3 separate regions of the Mus musculus genome follow, and all the other regions are linked to region 2. A link is a contact called in public Hi-C and HiChIP or PLAC-seq data. All regions are on one chromosome and are shown on one strand. The core of a region is the stretch at or near the end of the contact, and the rest is flanking DNA. Distances in the headings are between cores, read along the strand shown. Region 1 overlaps Cacng2 (calcium channel, voltage-dependent, gamma subunit 2). Region 2 overlaps Tmprss6 (transmembrane serine protease 6). Region 3 has its middle 7.0 kb from the start of Cdc42ep1.

Evidence for each region. A called contact is a pair of places that touch in the nucleus more often than the background predicts. HiChIP or PLAC-seq counts read pairs in DNA pulled down with a chosen protein or histone mark.
Region 1: a contact with region 2 is called in an H3K27ac HiChIP or PLAC-seq map of embryonic stem cells, with 5 read pairs. The contact joins two enhancer-like sites. A contact is called at or near these places in 2 of 115 datasets of contacts at active chromatin or transcription factors (both in embryonic stem cells) and 2 of 9 other capture datasets (embryonic stem cells and macrophages).
Region 3: a contact with region 2 is called in a Hi-C map of natural killer cells, with 4 times the contacts expected there. The contact joins two enhancer-like sites. A contact is called at or near these places in 10 of 484 Hi-C or Micro-C datasets (B cells, CD4 T cells, CD8 T cells and 6 more), 4 of 115 datasets of contacts at active chromatin or transcription factors (embryonic basal ganglia, large pre-B cells, memory CD8 T cells and 1 more) and 2 of 9 other capture datasets (embryonic stem cells and liver).

What each region holds. Positions count from the first base shown.
Region 1 is chr15:78,000,356-78,003,071 of GRCm38.p6, forward strand. The region is part of intron 2 of Cacng2 (calcium channel, voltage-dependent, gamma subunit 2); the gene reads right to left. Among named protein-coding and RNA genes, the nearest start is that of Gm46520, 11 kb to the right of the region's middle. Within about 2 kb of position 1,261, at least 13 of the 459 cell types and tissues checked have an H3K27ac peak or open chromatin away from gene starts, as enhancers often do. A contact at or near this core is called in embryonic stem cells, where this site is marked.
Region 2 is chr15:78,448,801-78,451,654 of GRCm38.p6, forward strand. All of the region lies in intron 10 of Tmprss6 (transmembrane serine protease 6), which reads right to left. Among named protein-coding and RNA genes, the nearest start is that of Tmprss6, 18 kb to the right of the region's middle. Within about 2 kb of position 1,456, at least 218 of the 459 cell types and tissues checked have an H3K27ac peak or open chromatin away from gene starts, as enhancers often do. A contact at or near this core is called in CD8 T cells, embryonic stem cells, memory CD8 T cells and 2 more, where this site is marked.
Region 3 is chr15:78,834,276-78,837,098 of GRCm38.p6, forward strand. No RefSeq gene overlaps it. Among named protein-coding and RNA genes, the nearest start is that of Cdc42ep1, 7.0 kb to the right of the region's middle. Within about 2 kb of position 1,261, at least 139 of the 459 cell types and tissues checked have an H3K27ac peak or open chromatin away from gene starts, as enhancers often do. A contact at or near this core is called in CD8 T cells, memory CD8 T cells, natural killer cells and 1 more, where this site is marked.

The sequences.
Region 1 (2,716 bases), core at 11-2,510, 450 kb before region 2:
ACAAGCAGACGACTGAGACAGACACAGATATTTACATTCAACCATTGGTCTGAGAGGCCCAACAAGCAGCCAAAAGAGCCAGATGCATATACTTACACTCAACCAATGGACAGAAGCCAAGGACCCCTGTGGTTGAATCAGGGAAAGGTTGGAAGAAGCTGAGGAGGAGGGCGACCCCACAGGGAGGCCAGTAGTCTCAACTAACCTGGACCCCCAGATCTCTCAGATACCGAGCCACCAACCAGGCAGCATACACTAGCTGATCTGAGGCACCCAACACATATACAGCAGAGGACTGCCTGGCCTGGCCTCGGTGAGAGCAGAAGCACCTAACCCTCTAGAGACTTAAGGCCCCAGGGAGGGGGGAAGTTCTGGTGGTGTGGGGGCGGGGATGAGGACATCTTCTTGGAGACAGGAGAGGAGGAATGGGATGAAGAACTGTCAGAGGGTGGACCGGGAGGGGAATAGCGACTGGACTGTAAAAAAGATTAGAGAATAATAATAATAGTAATAGTAACAGAGCCAGGATTATATATTCCAACAGAAAGATACCAATGAGGCACCATGGTGTGTGTGTGTGTGTGTGTGTGTGTATGTGTGTGTGGTGTGTGTGTGTGTGTGTGTGTATATGTGTGTGTGTGGTGTGTGTGTGTGTATATATGTGTGTGTGGTGTGTGTGTGTGTGTGTGTGTGTGAGATGTCCTGAGGATTGAGTGTGTGACAGACACAGTTTTAGGCCTTCTCTGTCTCCTCAGCCAATGAAGAACACTTTACTTCTATTGTCCAGAGGCTGAAACTGAGGCCTAGAAAAGTTTGGCTGTCTGTCCAAGTGTTGTGATCTCAGGCCTGTCCGTCTAACACATGGCATTCCCCTGCCTGGGCTTCGTACATTCTCTGAGCTGGATCAGGGTGAGCTTCCCTGAGAGAGCGATATGGATTAGTGGGGAGCAGCTCTCAAGAGAGCGGAGGCAGCTGCTAGGAGTGTCTGTGGGACAGAGACAGCACCAAGTGGTGTGTAGGACAAGTGGCTTGTTTAGTGACGGACAGGGCCAGGCTCACAGGCACTCGTGGAGGGACTTGAGGACCCATGAGAGAGGAAGCTGAGAAGGTTCAGGCCTGGTCCAGAGCCAGGTGGAGCCTCCTGGGTCACGAGGGGACTTGTGGGTCAAGGTAAAAGAGTGTGCCTCTGTCTTCAGAGCAAAGGAATTCACGGGCATTTAGATCTGGGAGGGCTGTAGAGGATCTGATTTGCATCACAAGAAACAAAGTCAAGCAAGATTGCAGGCCTGAGGGGAAAGCTGCTGCCCACAGCAATGGGGCTGCTCCAGTGTGGGCGAGCTCCAGGTTACCAGCAGAGGGGAGTTAGTCTAACAGACTCTTGGGTGTCTCAAGCGGCTAAGTGGGAGAGAGAAGGTAACTTTTTTTCCCCTTGTGGTTTTAGACTTACAGGCTGGCTGGAAAAACTATATGAAGACAAGGAGAGAATAAACTTTGGAGTGTGAAGCCAGGCCAGAAGGGTGAGAAGAGGAGAGGAGAAAGAAGGAAGGAGGGGAGGAGGAGGAAGGAGGGAGGAAGGAGGAGGGAAAGGAGAATCTCCACATTTAGCCATCCCTAGTTTGAAGTCTTCCTGGGCTACATCCATGGATTGTAGAGCAGACAGCTGGGGCTCAGAAAAGCCATGTGTGTTAGGCCGTTTATGTGGATTTTATAGACACAGAGGAGGAATTCCTGTCCTTAGCCCTAATACCTGAGGCTTGGGGATCCCCAGTGTGTAGCCACTGTCCAGAGAAGATGTAAATCCCAATGGATTCTCTCACAAGCCGCAGCAACCAGGAGACTCGAGGGTGCTTTTGTAAGCTAAGTGTTTGAGCCTTCTGGCCCTTTATGGCTCTCTTTCTTTACCTCTTTCCTTCCCCCTTTGACAGGGTCTTTGTAGCGCAGACTGGCTAGTTGTGTAGCCCAGGCTGGCCTCAAACTCTGATCCACCTGCCTCAGCCTTCTGGGTGCTGGGATTTACAGGCATACCAAAGTTAACTTCGTGTTTTCTGTGTTGGTGGCAGAAGTGACTAATGTCCTGACCGATGGGGAAGGGCCATGCTTCGGAAGTGGCCTCTTGTCTCAGTGGGACAGAGGTGAGTTGGGGTACGTGGATGAATAAGGATTAGGTAATTCGAGCCAACATTTCTCTTGTTAGTCTGCTTTGCCTGCTCCTCTTGGCAAATCATGGTTATGATCTTGGGCCTCAGGGAGCCAGCTCTTAGGGCCATCACACTGAAAAGTTGCTCTTGGGGGTGGGCACAGCCGGTGGGTAGCGGCACTCAGAGGCCATGCTGTTCTTTTTCTCCATCTGGCAGAGTGGGTGGGTGACACTCAGGAAACAGGGGTATAGGAAATCCGGCCTGCTGCTGGCCCTTCTGTTTCTCTTTCTCTTCTCTGGCCTCAGGTCTGTACTCTGCTGGCACTGTACTAGGGGATACCTGTGGACCCCAACTTTGTGATCACCCTGTATCCCTAGGATCCTTCCTCCAGGTCAGAGCACCGTCTTCTCTTGGCTTGTACACCAATAGTCACAGTGGTTAGCACACTGAGGGTAACTCCTCAGTTTCTGCACAGTGTTGAAATCTATGAGTGTTAACCCACTGGGACTTGATCCCTTTTAATGGGTTCATGTGTCAGACATGCTAGGTTGGGAGGAATTTTCTAGTCTCTTGTACCC
Region 2 (2,854 bases), core at 206-2,705:
CTGTCAATCCGGCATATCAGCATCTTCCCACAGAGGAGCTGGAGAGATGCTGGGTGGATAGGCAGAAGCATGGATAAGAGAAAGGAGTGGGAGGGGTCAGGCCTCACTGTGAACATGGCTCTTTCTATGGACAAGCTGAAGGACAGAGGGCAGAAAGACAGCACTGAGGGAGGGACAGTGGCCTGCTCTGTGGTGGACAGGACATTTTGCAGAGCCGGGCTCCATATAACTTTGCCACCAGACGAGTTAGTTCTGTGACCTCGGCAAACTTCAGGCCTCCGTAAGTGTGGTGGCCGAACTATAGTCAGGAGAAAGCCATCCCCTGACCCCACCTCCTTGCAGATATTTCAGAGAACCTGGAAGAATGGTTTGGGGGACCTGATACAGAGTGGCTGCAAGTGGCACTAGTCACAGGGCCTTGGGGAAGCAGAAAGACCACTTAGAGTCAGGCTTACAGGGGCCTCTGGAGCCTGTCGTTCTGCCTTATCTCATGGCTGGAAGTTAGCAGAAAGGGTCAGGCAGGTCACAGGAGAGTGACATCACATGAGAGGAAATGAGGGCAGGTTCCTGGAAGGGGGGAAGCCAGTGCTGCGGTATCGCCCAGTGAGGAGGTTCTGTGAAACCCAGCATCCAGCAGCTAGATCTTACAAGGACAAGACCCGCGTCCCCACCCCCACCACCTGCAGGCCACTGAAGGGCAAGCGGACCCTGTGGGGACAGCAGAACAACAGAACAGCAGGATGGCAGGCAGAACCAGGAGAAAACAAAATGGACAGACAAGATAGGGACCAAGGGTGCCCAGCTAGTAGAAGAGTCCCTTGTCTCTAGACTGGCACTGGGGACAGGGGTTCAGCCATCTTTTCCCTGTACTCCTCAATTGCTGGACCAAAGGACCTGGTCTCCCTCTCCCTTCCTCCATCTCTCAGGCCCCTGCTACCCACACAGCAGATTTTCCAGGACACATTCTTCAGAGAATTTCCCAGCAATGACGTTATCTTTATCAGCCCACAATAACCAGAGACCAGGCCCCAGGCCTCTGTTGTATATTTCCCATCATGCCTTGCCCTCCCCAGGGCATTCACTGTATGGAGCAAGGAGTTAACTCTCCACTGGGGACCCTGTATCCCAGGGGAAGGGCTGAGATGAGGTGCAACTTTCCCAGCTGCTTTCAGAGGAACTGGTGAGAGCCACAGAGATGCCCTGATCTCCCATCGGCTGGGAATGGCTCTACTGAGAGATGAGAGCCTTCCTGAGGAGACACCATACAATTAAGTGTACAACTGAGTGCTCTTTTCCTCTCTCTCTCTCTCTCTCTCTCTCTCTCTCTCTCACACACACACACACACACACACACACACACACACACACACACACACACACACACACACACGGCTGGGCAATCATGCCCTGGGGGCCGGCCAGCTGCCTGAGCTCAGTGATGACGTCACAAGCCACAGGGACTTTTAGCAAATGACTCAGCCTCTGGGCCTCAGGCTTCCCACAAGCTGTGAGGCTCGTTCAACTGTGAGTCCCTGGAATTCATACTTGAAACCAAAATTCACACTTGGATTCTCCAATGTCTTAGGCTAGTGGCGTTTGGAGGAAGGGCATTCAGGGAAGTGATTGGGTCAGGAAGGGGCTGTACCTGGTGAATGCATTCATCTAGCAGATAAAGGAAGCACTGGTGGGTGGCCTCAAGCCCCCACCCCTACCCTGCACCATCAGGCAAGCCCCTTCGGCCCTGCCTCATCTCCTGACACCCTCTGTCCCACTATGACTCAGCAGAAAGCCAGAGTCTTATGCTGCTTTCTTAGACTTCCAGCCTTCGCCACCAGGAGCTGCACAAACCTCTATTCTTTATAAACTTCCCTGCCTTGGCAATTTTGTTACAGCCGCAGAAAGCAGGTTAAGGACAGGATCTGAGTCCGCCTCCCTTGCTCGACTGTGGGGAGCACATAATCGCTTTCCACACCTGTGTGGCACCGAGTAAGAGCCATTTAGCGATTGTGGTTGGTACCGTCTCCACCCACCATCTTATTTAGTCTCCAGTGGAAGGCGTCTCGTTCCAGGCCCTTTGCTTTGTTTGTTTCTGTGTAATAGAACACACTCTTGTTTGGGACAGCAGGTCTGTGGAGGGGAAGCAATGACTTCTGGGAGTCAGTCCCCTCCTTCCACCATGTTGGTTCCAGGGACTGAACTCAGGTCCTCAAACTTGCCGGCAAGCCTCTTAACCCACTCAGCCATCTTGCATGTCCATGGCTTCCTTCCTTTCTTTCTTTCTTTCTTTCTTTCTTTCTTTCTTTCTTTCTTTCTTTCTTTCTTTCTTTCTTTCTTTCTTTCTTATTGGGGGCTACCAGGTGGAGCCCAGAAATCATGCTATGTTAGGTGAGCACTTCGTCCTCAGAGTCCATCCCAGTCTCAGCACACTCAGATAAGTTCCAGAGGCTGGGAGAGGTAAGTCTTGCCCAAGAAGGAACCAGGGGAGCCAGGCTTTGAGCCCCAGTCTAACTGCCTGTGACTGACAACCACTGGGAGGAGCCTTACTGTGACCCATCTGAGTTACCCCGGTGAAGCTAGTGTTTCTGTTGTGCAGAAACTGAGCTCTGGGGCCCCACAACACTTGGCACAGGATCAACCTAGACTAATGGGCCTTAGGCACAGGCTGCAAGAGAGTGCTAGGCCCAAGGCTATTCCCTCTCCCTCTGGCCTCTCAGAGATAGTGACAACACTCAGGGAGGGGTCATGGCTGAAAACACAGCACCTTCATTCAGAAAACTCCAGTCATGGGCTCTGGTGCCGAAACCAGAAGCCAGTAAGCAGCTCCCGGAGTGGGCTGGTGGCTGAGGGAGCCACA
Region 3 (2,823 bases), core at 11-2,510, 390 kb after region 2:
AGCATTTCCCGCCTCGTCCCACCCTTCACCCCAGCATCTCCTCTCCTCTCCAGCACACAGGCTCCACCAGGATGTACCAGCCACTTCCCCCACCCTAGTCTCCAGCAGGCAAAGAATGTGGCCTGAGCCTCCCCCGGGGGCTCCTCTGGTCAGCAAGCCTTGGCAGGAGACCTCGCTGAGTCAACACAAGGCTGTGGCTGCAGTTCACACTGCCCACCAGGGCTGCATTAGAGACCCAGGAGGAAGAACTGCCTGCTCCCACCCTCCCTCCCCTTAAGAGTCCCCAACCCCCCCCCCCACCCCCACCCGCCCTGGGCTCAAGCCAAAGCGCTTAACCCCTCCAGGGCCTGCTGATAACCAACTCCATTCCCAGCAGAGCCTTGCTGTGGGACCTCAGGCAAGTCACAGCAACTCTTCTGGGCTGTTCTCCTCACCGGTGAGAGAGACATCCTCCTCAGGTCCTTATGACCTTACAAAGGGTTCTCTACATATAAAATAGAAGCTGCGCGTCCCCCTCTGACAGATGGGAGTGTAAATTCCTGAGTTCAAAGGCAATGGCTTTGCTCCCTTGCCCTCTCCTGACCTGGTGCTTAATGAGTCTGTTGTGATGTGACATGAAGTCCATGACAGAACTGTAAGCCAGCCAGGGAGAGGGGTTGCGGGGGGTGGGGGGAGCTGTGATTCCTATGATGCACACCCCCAGCCTGTGTTTGTAAAACAGCTTCCTCAGGTTGCCACTTTGATGGTATGCATTACTCTTCCCATTTTACAGACAGATAAACTGAGGCAAGGGAGGGTGAGAAGCTTGCCCAAGAATCCCAGTTGGGACTAGCTGGAGCCAGGCCTTCTAACACTTGACAGGGGGAACTTTAGGGCCCTTTCTCTGTGTGTGGCAGCTGAGGTGGGAGGGAGGGACAATGAGCAGAAGACAGAGGGGTGGGGCTGAATTCTGCTGTTGCAGGGAGACATCTTGCCTGGTGGAGTTGCCCTCTCAGATAAGCGGTGAGCTCCCTGCCACTCAAAGGATGTGTGACAGCGGGACTGTCAGACACACTCAGTGTTGCAGGAGGATGTGGCTAACACATGTGGGAGTCTTTCTGACACTTGAGGATTAGAGAGAGCAGCAGTGAGCTTGGAGCTTTTCATGTGCTGTGAGAGGCCACAGACCAATTTCCCAGGGCGATGTCCACACTGCCCAGTTATGTGAAGCCGCGGAGGAAGTGGCCCCATCCCCTTGGCCCTGTGTCCTCGCTGGACAATGGGCCGTGAGGATGGGAAAGAAAGAATTCAGCCAGCCTGCCAGGCAGCGCCATGCAGCAGGGTCCGGCTGGGCCTCTGACCATCTTCCTCTCATCCCCAGCCTAGCCATCTGAGCAGGAAGCTAGGAGCCAGCAAGCCTGGTGGGGGTGGGGGACGAGGACAGGGGTGTCACTGGCTGAACTGGGGGCTGTGCCAGGTGTGCTGCTGAGTTCTGGCCCTGAACCTGTCAGTCCCCTGGGCAACAGCCCACAGGGAGGGTGAGGAAGGAGAAGCCTGCTGCACACTTGCTCATCTTGGGGCCAGGCTGGGGTGGCAGGGGGGCGGTCAGGGGGCCTGGGGGGGCAGTGATGGTGATGATTCTGGCCCAAGCCTGGCCCACAGCCCAAGGGCCTATCTCTCCAGCCAGGCTGGACCATGGAGAATAGGCTATTGTTTGTTCTACTCTTAACGTGTTTCCTGTCCCCCCCAGCCCCTCCCCTCTCACCCACCCCCCTCAAGTGAAGAACAAAGGTCTCCTGGATGTGGACCCCTCCCCACCCTTCCATCCTGGGCCTGGCCAGCTTGGAAGAATTCAGTCCCATCACCCAGGGGACAATGGGTCACCTGGGCCTGACCCTTTCTGATGTCCTCGCCACCATCTGCAACTGCAAGTGCCTCAGCACCCCACCCCCCATGTCCCCATGTCCATCCATCTATCTGTCCTCCTCAGGGTGGGGCCAAGGAACCAGCCCCACATCCTTCCTGTGCTCCCCACCCCCACACACCGCCCAGTGTCTTGCTCTCCTGGAGACAAGAGTGGCAATGAGGTGGGGGAGGTCTTTCCCCACCTCCATTTCCCTGTGGACCAGGGAGTTAGGAGCCAGAGCTGAGCCGCCCAGAAGGATCCTCAGGAGAAAAAGTCACCCGAGCTCTCGCCCTTTTCCCAGAGCCTGGAATTCCAGAGGCGTTTCCGGCTGGCCAGCTGTCTCTGAGCTGTGCTCTGTGGGCCTCCAGCTCATGCCAAGAAACCCTTCGGATTAGCTCCTGTCTTGGCCTAGTGGCTTTCAAGAAATCCTTCACACCCAGGCTTGAGAAGTAGCAGGGACAGATAGGCTGGCACTCATCTGTGGTCACCAGGCCCTTAGGCCAGGCCCAACTCTGAGGTTCCAGTCCTCCTCGTGGCTACGGCCTCATACACACATGCCACACGTATGTGCACACATGCCACCCCTATGCATGGTGTACTCAGCCTGGCTTTCAAGCCTTCCAGTTTGCACAGCCTCTGGGAACTGTATCCTAAAGTCTCTTCCTCTTCCAGGAAGCATCCAGGAAGGAAGGAAGGAAGGAAGGAAGGAAGAAAGAAAGAAAGAAAGAAAGAAAGAAAGAAAGAAAGAAAGAAAGAAAGAAAGAAAGAAATGTGTTCCATCCAGGCCAGGGGCTGGAGAGATGACTCAGCAGCTAAGAGCACCGGCTGCTCTTCCAGAGGACCCAGGTTTGATTCCCAGCACCTCATGGTGGCTCACAACCATCTGCAACTCCAGTTCCAAGGGATCCGACGCCCCCATGGACCTGACAGGTCCCAGG